3 separate regions of the Mus musculus genome follow, and all the other regions are linked to region 2. A link is a contact called in public promoter capture Hi-C data. All regions are on one chromosome and are shown on one strand. Each heading gives the region's core, a stretch centred on a gene start, on an enhancer-like site or on the middle of the called end of the contact. The rest is flanking DNA. Distances are from core to core; before and after follow the strand shown.

Region 1 (3,911 bases), core at 666-3,165, 490 kb after region 2:
GAGCTCACCTCCTAACCCCTTCCAACTCCTGATCCCGTCCACCTCCCCTCACCCCCTCACCCCCCCACCCCACCCCCCACCCCCAACTCCCATGCCATTCTAACCCTGGATGAATCCAGGCTCTTTTCAGCTCCCACCAGAATCACTTCAATTCAGTTTAAAATCAGGGAAACTACACCACAGGTTCTCAGCCTGTGGGTTGTGACCTCTTAGGACTTGACAGACCCTCTCACAGGAGAAGCCTAAGACCATCGGGGAAACACATTATATGATGCATAACAGTAACAAAATTACAGTTATAAAGTAGCAGTGAAAATAATTTTGTGGTTATGAGGTCACCACAACATGAGAAATATATTAAAGGTTGAGAACCGCCGAACTACAGGGCTTTTCTTCAGACGTGCCAGCTCTCTGCTCCAGAAAATTCTGATTTGACCCAATTTGGACTCACTATCCCAAAAATCATACCTACTCCAATAGAAGGAAAAGCTTGTGGTCAGCTCAGGGGTAGCCTAAGAAAAGCCAGTGGACACTTTTTCTGGGACACATGGGGCCCTCAAAAAGGTCAGGCCTTAAAAGGACAAAATCCTTTGTAACTGAGGGTGAAAATCAGCTCTGGAACACTGGGGCTTTGACACACGCACACTGGCTTTCGGGTACCTGCTCCCTATAGCAAAAGCTGCTACATTTACAACCCAATTCATGAAGGCTAAGCTTCCCACTTAAGGCGGCAGGTGTTTATTGGCAAATAAAATACCCAGCATCCACCTGAAACTGTCCCATATGTCCTTTGCGGGTATTAAGCCATTAAAATCCGGTAGCTGGTGAGATGGCTCAGAGGTTAAAAGCACTGACTGCTCCTTCCAGGGGTCCTGAGTTCAATTCCCAGCAACCACATGGTGGCTCACAGCCATCTGTAATGGGATCCGAAGCTCTCTTCTGGTGTGTCTGATGGCAGCTAGCATGTACTCATATAAATAAATAAACCTTTTAAAAATCAAATATTTAAATATTTGAAATCCACACAGCCGCTTGAAGCAGGTACAAGTATTCCCTCATTTTAGCAAGGAACATGGTGCACAAAGGCCAAGCAGCCCCCCTGAGCACACCCAACCTGTGAGTGCTGGAGCCTAGGTCTGAACTTTTGACATTAATAGTCTAGGTGCTGAACTGCTGCAATGGAGGACTAATGTAACTTTTAAGGAGTTGACAGAGCAAAACGTAGACGGAAATAACCGGAAGCTACAGCTGAACCGGAACCTGCTTGACTGTGCCACAGTAGCTGCATTTGAGAATGCGCTTTCTCCCACTCAACAAGCCTAGCCAGAGAATAAACAAAACTGTGTCCCCTGCCAGCCCTGCAGCATAGTGTGAACCGAAAAGGGGAGGCAGGGTGGGAGTGGGGAGTGGGGGTGGGGAAGGTGTGCCTGCTCCTATCAGGACAGCAATCTCTGGAGCTGCAGGCTGGGCTGTAATGTCCCCTAAGAGTCTTCCCTCTTTGCTTGCTCTTCCGTAAATGCAAATTCTAAAATGGCAAACAAACAAAAACCTGGCCCAGTTTCTACTTAAGAGTGTGATTTCCACCTGTGGGAAGAAGAGTGCTGCCTAAGCCTCCCACACTTCCGTGCGCAGCTGTCACAGACCTTGACAGCCTCACCTCAGAGCCGGGAGGATGCTGGGACTGGCTTCTTTGTTTTTGAGTCAGTTCTTAACTCTTGGGAAGAGAGTTGACCATCATCCCCTTGGAAAGCACTCAGAAGCCCTCCCCCTCTTTAAACCAATCTGGACTACAGCATCTGTCAGTTTCACCCCCAAGGTTACTGCTGCTCTGCAAATGCAGGGGTCAGAGTGACTACAGCTGCGCACTAAGTTAAGCTTAACAGCCTTGTTTACTCTAGCAGGTTCCTGGTAAACAGTGCTGGGGCTGGAGAGGCTTGTCCTGTTTACATTAGCATGACAGATCCTAGTTGGGGGTCCCAGAGCAGGGCAGAGGCTGTGCTCCCCCCAGTGCCAGCTGTTTGAAGAGCCTGTGTTTTGAAGAATGGTGTTTATGTAAGGAACCACTGTTGATGTGATCTCTCTATCAACTGTGAGCTTGTGACGTAGATGGACGTTGTTCTATTTCAGGACCTGCCAGGCCCCCCCGAAAGAAGAGAATCATCACTGTGTGCAAAGACTAGAAGTCCCCCACAGGTCACCCTCCATACACAGTGTGACCTTCATGAGTTTCAGGCTTTGTGTCAGCACTTCTTGACGTCAGCACTATTAGCATTTGGACAGGATAATTGTAGAAGCTGTCCAGTGCATTGTTCAGCTTCCTGCAGCATCCCAACCCTTCATGTCCTTTGTTACTTCTCCAAAATGGGGGGAGAGGGCGGTGCAGGGGAGGTTAATGTGTGTATGTCGGGTGTGTGTGTGTGTGTGTGTGTGTGTGTGTGTGTGTGTTTTGAAAGTATAGTATCAGCATGTGATTCTTATAGTTGATTTATAAGGAAAGGAACCTGACTGTGAAAATCAAACCTCGATTAAGACCAAAGGAGATGATCACCAAAGACTGATCCATCCAGAAAGTTGTACAGAGACCCTGTTGTAGGTTTTGTCAGAGGAGAAGTGAGATGTTGGTACTCTGTGCCACCCACCTCCCCAGATCAGCTCCACTTCCAGGGGCTCCTCCCACAGCCTGTCTCTTAAGAGTTATACCACCAAGAAACAGTCTAGTATCCCTGAACAGCTAATGTACTGTTATCATTTAAGCAATTGATCCTCACTCCCAGAACTGGAGTCCAAAATGCAATCCAGTCATAAGAGTAAGAAAATAAAAAAGTAGTGTGCACCGCCCGACTCAATAAACTTATGTTGTAATGGATCAAAAAGAATGCTAACCAAAAAAAAATTACTGCCCTGTATTCTAGAGGGATCTATGAGATGAAATCGAAGCAAAACAAAGTCTTTGCCTGAAGGAGAAGAGGGCTCAGGAAAAATTTGAAGTGGGTCTGGATTGTTGAAAATGGCAGGAAGGAATACTAGCTACTTCAGGCAGAAGTGAAATACAGCGAGACCTGGAGCAAAGATATCCATAGTGGGCGTCAGACTGACAGGACAAGGAGATCGGTGAAGGACACCAGAAGTGAAGGACACCAGAACATGAGCTTCTAGTTATGAGCCCTCAATAATGCTGCACTCTCTCAATGCAGAAACAATGCATAGATGGTTGTCATAACCCCAAGTTATAACAACACCGACAGATAGATAGACAGATAGATAGATAGATAGATAGATAGATAGATAGATAGATAGATAGAGGATGGATGGATGGATGGATGGATGGATGGATAGATGATAGATAGATAGATAGATAGATAGATAGATAGATAGATAGATAGAATGGAAAAGCAGGTGGGACTGTTAGAGTGACAGGGAGATGAAATGTGAATTAGCGTTCGCTACTTCCAAGTTGTAAGCACTCTGCCCATCCCTCCATCCAGCATCAAATGGGCTGAAACTAAGAGGAAAGGAGTGGGAAGAAAGCCATTGAGCAGCAATTGCTGCAAAAGGTGTCTTAGATAGGCAAAAGAATCTGCAAGTGTAGAGAATAGTGGATCCATTCCCTTCCCACCATACCATACTATGCCATCCAGGTCCCTGTCAAGCATTTCTGTGAGTGACGCAGCCAGAGGAGGAGGTCACTGGTACAGATCAATTGTTACCTTCCATGGATTCCACAGCAAATCTTTAACAGTAGGATTGTATTGTCTCAGTTCTGGAGGCTGCACGTCTTAGAAGGTGTTGGCAGGGCCATGGTTCCTCTAGGAGGTGCAGGAAGTTCTTTCTGGTTTTATTACTTGGCATGAAGATGCATCATTCTAGCTGGCTATTTCTATGAGGCACTCTCCATGTGCAGCTGTGTCTTC
Region 2 (4,272 bases), core at 1,010-3,509:
TCTACTTTCTGTGGACATCTCCTACTATATAACCTCCATATTAGCTAATGTCTCCTGAGGAAGATTAAAAAAAAAGATTAAAAAAATTATATTAGCCCAAATTATGGATGGATTACGGATGACTTAGCTACATTTGGAGTTTGAAAAACATACAGTAAATGATATTTATAATTCAAAAGGAAATAAGCTTTTGAAGTGAACTCTGTTTTCAAAAAACCTAAATATTAGGAAACTGAGATGACCTGATTTAGAAATATATCAACTCTTGTCAAGTATTTTGTGTATGTGTATTTATGTATGCATATGTGTATATAGGTGTGTGTATGTATATATGTATGGGTATATATTTGTGTATGTGTATATTTATGTGTTGTGTATCTATATGTATGTGCATGTATGTGTGTATATGTACGTAAATGTATGTGTATATTGTTCTATGTGTAGGTGTGTTTATGTATATGTGTGTATGTATGTGTATGTGCATGGATGTATATGCATGTTTATATATGGGTGTGTTTGTTTATGTGATGAAGACAGTACACCCCTCAGCTACAGACTAATACTGGCTGTGGTCTGCTGGGGTTGGGGAAATCACTGTCTTCACTAAAGTGTCCACTAGTAAGTTATTTGTGTTCCAGTGCTCACTGGTTAAATGCAGACAGCCATGAACCAAAGCCAATCATTACCAAAGCCTTAAGTCACACAAGCAGAATGGGGACTAGGAGTTTAGGAGGAGTGCCTGTGGGGGTGGAGAGAAGGTAGGAGCTGTAGATGACAGTTAGCATCTGTTCCTATTAAGAGTGAACCTTCCACAGTCCTTTATTCCACCAGAGGTCTGTTAGCAGTAAGTTAATTTTAGGAATAGTAGTGAGAACCACTTCTTTAGACACGAAGTTCTATTCTCAATCAAATTTCATACCACATAGCCAGACTTATCAAACGTGATGGGTTTTACTAAGAATGTCACAAATCGCACAGACTTGTTCTCTGATCCGTTGGCATCATTCCATAGCCCATGCATCTCTCTGCCCCTTTATTTCCCTGGAGTAGGTGAAATCTTCCCATCTCATGTTCTTCCAGGGTTCTAGAAGCTATTTGAGGATGGAGAGTTAACAGCTGACGCTCTGACACCTTGGCCATAGCTGTCTATGATGACTCTGTGTCTTACATAGTCTTCATTGCATTCAAGACGAGCCATGCAACAGTTGTAGGAAACAAACCATCATTTTCATATTTTTGCATTCCTGAGGATTAAGTGTAAGACATTGCACATTCTAAGCAAGCAAGCACTTTGCCCACAGAACTTCACCTTTAGCCCTGAATTGCGGGAGAAAAAGGCTAAAGAGGAAGATAAGAGCCAGACAAAAAAACTTGACTTCCGTGATAAAATTCTTGGGCTTGATACACAGTGACAAGGAATTATTTTTTGGCTTAAACAGGAGCCAAATCTGTTTGTTTTAGACCATCATTCTGTCTAAAGTATGAAAGAAGAAACGGAAGGAGACTATCACTGTTGTGTCAGGAACGTCTGTGAGGACATGTGTACATGTATGTCTGTACCATAAGTAACAGTACAAGAAGGAGAAGGAGAAGGTAGAGGCTCAGCTGGAGCAGCGGTCCTTTGTATCTGAAAAGAGAACTCGCTTCTCTGCTCTGTGCTGAAAAGAGCCTCTGGGTTAGCAGGTTTCTGGTTAGCTTTGCCCAGAAATATTTACTGTCAGCAGCCTGAAAAACAGAAAACTTCAGGATGTTTCTCTCTCTAAGGCCTCAGATGACACTTACAGCAGCAGTTGTATTTCCTCTTTGGCTTCAGCTGCCTCTGTGCACGCATGCTCCAGTCCTGGCTGCAGTCCAGGGATCCCACCCTTGGCTGTGGAAACACTACTTCCTCTCTTTGTCCACACAGCCCAGCGCTGATTATAGCTTCCTGCTACAGCTAACGTGAGTGGCCTTGTCTTCTGTTTGGCATCTCACCTTTTCCATCATCCAAACCAGCAATGCTCTGAGGACCAATCTTTCTCTCACCCAAGATAGATTTCAAAGGTGTTCTTTATCAGATGGACCCCAACTGATACAAGAAGGGGCACATTTCAGAAACACGTAGGAATCAGAACTTTGGGAACTTTTTGAATATATCCTTTCTGACCTAACTTCAAGTTGGCCTCCTGTGTTGCTAACAGATGTATGCTGTATTGATTCCTCAGTCTTGTGGCTATACCTTCACTACAGCCATCCATGGTAAGCTAGTAACCTTAGAAATAAGAGATCAAAAGCAACAGGATGCTTGTATAAGAGGCAGACGAGGCTCTGCAGGGCTGACATGCCATAGAAGCCAATCATGTTCTGGATCTCCCAGGACTCAGACTTCCAGAACAAGAAACCTGTCACAAAGGCCAGATCCAAATGGCTCAGCTATCAGGACTTGACTAGGATCATCATGCGTGGTAACCTAACAGAAGGACGTTTTAAAACACTTCCTTTGGTCTTGCAGAATCCCGACAAAGGAAGGCCAGTTTTGAGTGTCAGTAAGAAGATAAATGTGAAGCGCATAGCTGCCTGCGCCACAGAAACCAGCACAGCGCGAGGACAGAATGGAGCATACGCAGTGAGCCTCACCACTTCAGAGACTTAAACAAACTGGAGGCATGCTCTGTAAGGTGATGGAGGTGTGGTGATGTGGCTGGAGCTCCAAAGCAGAGAGCTTACAGGAGAGCGGTCACCTCTCTCTGGAGAGCAGAAGCATTGTGGCCTTTGAGCTACTCGTGGGTGTTATCATGAGCTTCCTCTATCACTGTATCATTCATAAGCTTGCTTTCCAAATTGTTTCAGATTTACAAAAATGCCGCCAAGGTGGTATAGACTCCAGTGATTCTCAACTTGTGGATAGCAACCTCTTTGGAGGGTCATATGTCAGATATCCAGATAGATACTTACATCGTGATTCAAAACAGTAGCAAAATTAGTTATGGAGTAGCAATGAACTAATTTTGTCATGGGATTCACCACAGGGGGAGTTGAATTAAAGGGTCTGCAGCTTTAAGAAGGTTAGGAATCACTGGTATAGAGGATGTCTTTATTTCCCTCTATTCTGTCTGTGGTTAATATTTTACTGTCATATATTCGTCACAGTTTTTTTAAGTCAGTACATTACTGTTAAATAAACTCTTCACTTAATGTGAAAGTCACTAGTACCACCCCTCCCTTCCCCAGGATACCACTGAAGGGTTAAAAGTCTCAGGTAGACTGAGAAAATCCAGACTGGAAACTTGACTGGTAATAACACCTGGCTTCTATTAAGATAGATAACACACTAACCTCCTTTGGTGTTTTCCGCTGGGACCCTGCAGGGGAACTGACCTCAGATAGAAGCTTCTATCCCCAAAGTCATTCCTCTTTCCTATAAAATCCCCTAGCCCACTGTGCTAATGTAAGTAGCTTCCATTCACTCAGAGAGACCTCTCCCCTTCAGCTGTTCAGATTAAAGGGCAATTCTGCTTCTATATACAGAATATATATTTATATATGGTCTGTCTCCTCTTTCTTTTAACTCTGTGCTGCCTCTATCAATCTGGATCTAACTACCATCACCTTAACAGTTAGAAACATTTTAACTTTATTTTCAATCTATACTAATTGTTAAGGAGAAAAGGAACACCCTGAGAACTTTCCACAATCATGACTATTGTTCCAAACTCTAGGGATCTTCCTACAGAAAGGACATGCTGAGCTCGTTCAGTTGTGACAGTGTCTAAGGGTACAACAAAGAAACTGAGACTGACAGTCACAGGACGGAAATCAAACCCTGTGGTTTTTATCTATGCATCTTGGGAAAAATATATAATGTCTAATTCCTCTTAGGCTTCAGCTCTCTCATCTCTAAAATGAAAGGTGATAAATTACAAATAAGTCTCAGAGTTGTTTTTGCTTTGCATTTTCTAGTTGCTAAAGATGCCAAATACTTTTAAAAGTGTTTATTGCTCACTTGTGCGGATGTGAGGAAAGAGGAACCTTTATTCACTGCTGGTAGGCGTATAAATGAGTGCAGCCTCCATGCAAATCAGTGTGGTGATTAAACATGAAAATAAACAAACTCAATCTACAACAAGGAGCACCATCACACCCAGCTAGGCTACTCCTGAGCACTTCCCCAGAGGACTGTAAGTCGCCTATTACTGTTCCACTATTCACAATAGCTAAGAGAATGGACCAATTCAGATGTCCATCTATAGATGAATGGAGTCAAATTTGAAAAAGAGCGAGGAGGGATACCAG
Region 3 (3,915 bases), core at 246-2,745, 280 kb before region 2:
TTACAAGAAGTCCTGTGGCAAAACAGACTCTCTCAAAACTTTAAGTTCACTGGAGAACATGTCCATTGTAGTCACTAAAGAGCCTTAGATTTGCTCTTCTTTGATCTGAAGAAGGGAGCCAGGTATTGAGAAAACAAAAAGTGATATGGATCAAATTAATGCATTGTGTGTGTGTAAGAGAGAGAGAGACAGACAGAGAGAGAGAGAGAGAGAGAGAGAGAGAGAGAGAGAGAGAGAGAGAGAGAGAGACTTTGAATGGAGATTAAAAATCTAAAGTTGAACGGATTTAAGGAACTTTATAACACAAAGAGGTAGTGATCTAACCGGCTATGTACTTAAAAGCCTCAGGGTGAAGCCTGAAGATACAGGACCGTGTTAGAAATATATAGAAAGTTTCAAGGTGGTGACAGTAGAGTACTCAATCTCCTCTAAAGCCTTTGCAAACACAGGCTGTTCTGTGACAGTCCCTATGCCTCCGGCCTATGAAGCCAATCCTGCTTCCAAGCCCAGGGCCTGGAAGATTCATCTCTACTGTGGCCTGAGACAGTCGTTTGCTTGGCTCTATTGATGAGTAGAATTTGCTGTAATACTATAGCACAGTGTGCAATACTTACACACTCCCTGGTCGAATGCAGGTGGTTTTGTTTGTAGTTTGGAGGAATTACGGAAAAAGTTGCTATCAGTATTGGTTTACAAACCCTTTTATTTACCTATGTTTACAGTTTCCATGGGGACATATTGAAAAGTGGAATTACTCAAGGAAGTATGTTTTAATTGTCTAAGAAAGAATGGCTGCGTATTTTTCACGCTATGAGGTGATGTAGAAAAGATATGGTGTCCACGTGTCTGACAATGCGGTCTTTTCAATGATAGCCTTTAGTTGGATGGATACATGCTTATCTCATTATAGGTCTGAATTGCTATCTCTAAGGGCTAACTTGTTGAGCTTTTTGGTTTTGTTTTGTTTTTTTTCTTTTTTTTCTTCTCATTTCACTCACTGTAATGAATGGTCAATCATTCTAAAGTTGTTTTTCTCCAAGTTTTAAATATATACTCCAGGAGCTCTAACGACGACTCCAGCACTTGAGAGCACTTGCTGCTCTTGCAGAAGTCTGAGGATTTCTTACCTTTATGACAGCTCACAACTACTTATAACTCCAGTGCCAGGAGATCGTATGCCTTTCTCCTGCTGCCACAGGTACTACGTGCACATAGGTAGTATGGTGCACATACACCCAATAAGTAAAGCATGCCTACACATAGAATAAAAATAAATAAGCATCAGATAATCTAGAGGCTCTGGGGGTCACAGCAGGATAGCCAGAACCCCTATGCATCTGTGCCAACTTTCTGTGGTCTCCCCACTATGGACAAGATCATTCTGGCATCCTTGTAGCAACTCGTGAATCATCATTTTCACTTGACCACTGAACACATGCATGGTTCACATTAGGACATCCTTTCTTCTGTGAGTGTTTCTAAATGCACAACACGAATCCACCATTCTAGCACGAGAGGGAACTGTTCCTCTGCCATAAGAATACCAGGTGCCTCGCCCACTTGCCTTCTGTTCCTCTAAAACTCCTGGGGGGGACCATTGTTCTTTTCCTGTCTCCACTCTTTCGCCTTGTTTTAGAATGCCAAGTAACTGTGATGATACAGTGTAGGCATTACAGAGTGGTTTCCTTCACTTGAGAGTACCTACCTTTACATTTCCATCTTGGCTTCTGTGGAGCAGTAGCTTGTCCTTTAAGTGAATGTATAGTAGCTCATTGTCTGGACGCTTATCGATTTATCTGTTGGAAAACATCATGGTTGCTTCTGTGATTTGGTGATTATGGACACAGCTGCTGTAAATGCCCACAGGCAAATTTTTAATGTCAATATAATCTTTGGTTAATTTGCTTTTTATTTACTTAAAAAAATAAAGCATTTAACTCCTTTTTGTTCAGTTTTTGCCTGGAGAGAAATTTAATTTCAGTATAAACCTTCTTACTCTATTTAATATTGGTAAGGAGAGATGATTCCTGAAAATAAGCCAGAGTGAATAATTTAAAATTTATAAAAGTGCTGGTTTCAGTTAGAACGGGTCATCTCATTTCTTCTGGGTCTCCTGCTCCATTGGAGTTCATAAGCTTCCTCTATTGGACTCCATGTTCCCAAGGAAGAGAAGGCAGCCGCACACAAAAAGCCTAGCCTTATCATTTACTTATCATAATTCATGCTGCAGTCCATGAAATCAGATCCCAAGACCAGTTCAGACTTCATGAGAAGAGGGGAATCTTTTCCTCTTACCATACTCCAAAGGCTGTACATTAAGAGGACATGAGTATGACAGTTTCTATAAAATGTGGGAATTTAGTAAGAGGAGATACTTAGAGAGGCTCCTGGTTAGCCAAGGCTCTGACACAGAAGTATGAAAGCAAGAGGCAGCTTTTTATTGCTATGCATGAAGGAATTTTGGTATTTCAAAAAGGGCATCTATATGAGTAGGTATACTCAAAGCATTCTGAAAATAGTATAATTTTAACTTTTAAAAGACAGGAAAGCAGCTGGGCAGATAGTGGATGCCTGAAACCTCAGCACTCTAGAGGCTGAGGTAGGCAGACTGAAAGTTTGAGGTCAGCCTGGGCTAAATAATGAAAGCCTATCTCAAAAAGCAAATAGATGAAATATAAATAAATAATAGCACAGAGAAAGACATAGCATGTAGTTTCCCTTATATTTGGAATATAAATATATTGGCCTCATGGGATCAGAGTACAGAACGGTAGACAGATAAGAGAGGATGGAGTGGAGTGTTGAGATCAAGAATGGGAAATGAAGTTCAAGACATTTGCCAGACGTCTCTGAATATAGCTAGCAGCCACTGCGCTGTAATTTCTTTGCATAAATGAATCCATCAGCGTGGGAAACTATGAGGTTCTAAACTTTAAGCGTTAGGTCCTGGTTGTTACTCATAAACCCCTGTCTCAGCATACTTCTATGCATATGCCTCTGGAAAAGAGTTTGGTAATCACTGACCAGTGTAGATTCACCAAGCTCACTTTCCCAACAGGACAGTGCTACTAGATTCACTTTTTTCTTAGCTAGCCTCTAATCAAAAACCAGCAGATCAAGAAAAGACTGCAGGAGTTATCACTGTATCTGATCTCAAGTTATACTGTAGGGCCTTAGTGAGAAAAACAACATGGTGCTAACACTGGCACATCGATCAGTGGAAGTGAATAGAAAAGAATATAGTGCCATGAAATGAGAACTAACCTATCTTTAACAAAGATGCCAAAAATAGCCATCAAAGAAGAAAGAACAACATCTTTAGTACATGGTGATGGGAAAATTGGGTTCATGTGGTAAAATTAAACTAAATCTGCATCTCTCACCTTGCACAAAATTCAACTCCAAATGGATCAAAGACTCAGCGGAAGACTCCATCCTCTGACACTGTTAGAGGAAAATATTTGGGATTTCACTTCAACTTAAAGGTGCAGGTAAGGACCGTCAAACGTACTCACGTTGCTCAGGAAGTAAAACTCGGAAGTGTAAAATGGGATCTCATGAAGCCGAAGGGCAGCTGTCCATCAAAGGAAGCAGTCAGTCATGTGAAGAGGTACCCATAGAAAATGCTTGTTAACTATCTACCTGATGACGTTGTCTAAAATATATAAAGAACAAAAAACAACAGCAAAAACCCAAACAAACAAACAAATCACCAAGAAAGGAGCCAATTGAAAAAATGGGCTTTGAAATTGAACATAATATCCTCATAAGAAGGAATACAAAGAGTTAACAAATACATAAGGAATATTTAAGATCCTAACCCATTAGAGAAAGGCATATTAAGACCACTTTGTGATTCCATTTACCCCACTCAGAATGGCTGTCATTAGGAATACAAACGCTGGCATACATGAG

Evidence for each region. Promoter capture Hi-C pulls out the DNA fragments that hold promoters and counts their contacts.
Region 1: a promoter capture Hi-C map of hippocampal neurons shows a contact between it and region 2, with 2.5 times the contacts expected there. The contact joins the enhancer-like site here to the promoter of 4930526H09Rik in region 2. A contact is called at or near these places in 1 of 39 promoter capture datasets (hippocampal neurons), 2 of 484 Hi-C or Micro-C datasets (the AML12 cell line and ventral hippocampal neurons), 1 of 115 datasets of contacts at active chromatin or transcription factors (pancreatic cancer cells) and 1 of 9 other capture datasets (embryonic stem cells).
Region 3: a contact with region 2 is called in a promoter capture Hi-C map of hippocampal neurons, with 3 times the contacts expected there. The contact joins the enhancer-like site here to the promoter of 4930526H09Rik in region 2. A contact is called at or near these places in 2 of 39 promoter capture datasets (hippocampal neurons and neutrophils), 1 of 15 datasets of contacts at CTCF or cohesin (the NIH/3T3 cell line) and 3 of 484 Hi-C or Micro-C datasets (bone marrow-derived macrophages, cerebral cortex and muscle stem cells).

Annotation. Positions count from the first base shown.
Region 1 is chr13:111,395,851-111,399,761 of GRCm38.p6, forward strand. No RefSeq gene overlaps it. Among named protein-coding and RNA genes, the nearest start is that of Gpbp1, 92 kb to the right of the region's middle. Within about 2 kb of position 1,916, at least 41 of the 459 cell types and tissues checked have an H3K27ac peak or open chromatin away from gene starts, as enhancers often do. A contact at or near this core is called in hippocampal neurons, where this site is marked.
Region 2 is chr13:110,901,587-110,905,858 of GRCm38.p6, forward strand. It overlaps 4930526H09Rik (RIKEN cDNA 4930526H09 gene), which reads right to left and starts at 2,260. Exons shown (of 3, transcript NR_131194.1): 1 at 1,783-2,260. Gm38397 (predicted gene, 38397) reads left to right here and starts at 1,913. Exons shown (of 5, transcript NR_131193.1): 1 at 1,913-1,941; 2 at 2,181-2,238; 3 at 2,492-2,657.
Region 3 is chr13:110,617,621-110,621,535 of GRCm38.p6, forward strand. No RefSeq gene overlaps it. Among named protein-coding and RNA genes, the nearest start is that of Gm33045, 7.7 kb to the right of the region's middle. Within about 2 kb of position 1,496, at least 4 of the 459 cell types and tissues checked have an H3K27ac peak or open chromatin away from gene starts, as enhancers often do. A contact at or near this core is called in hippocampal neurons, where this site is marked.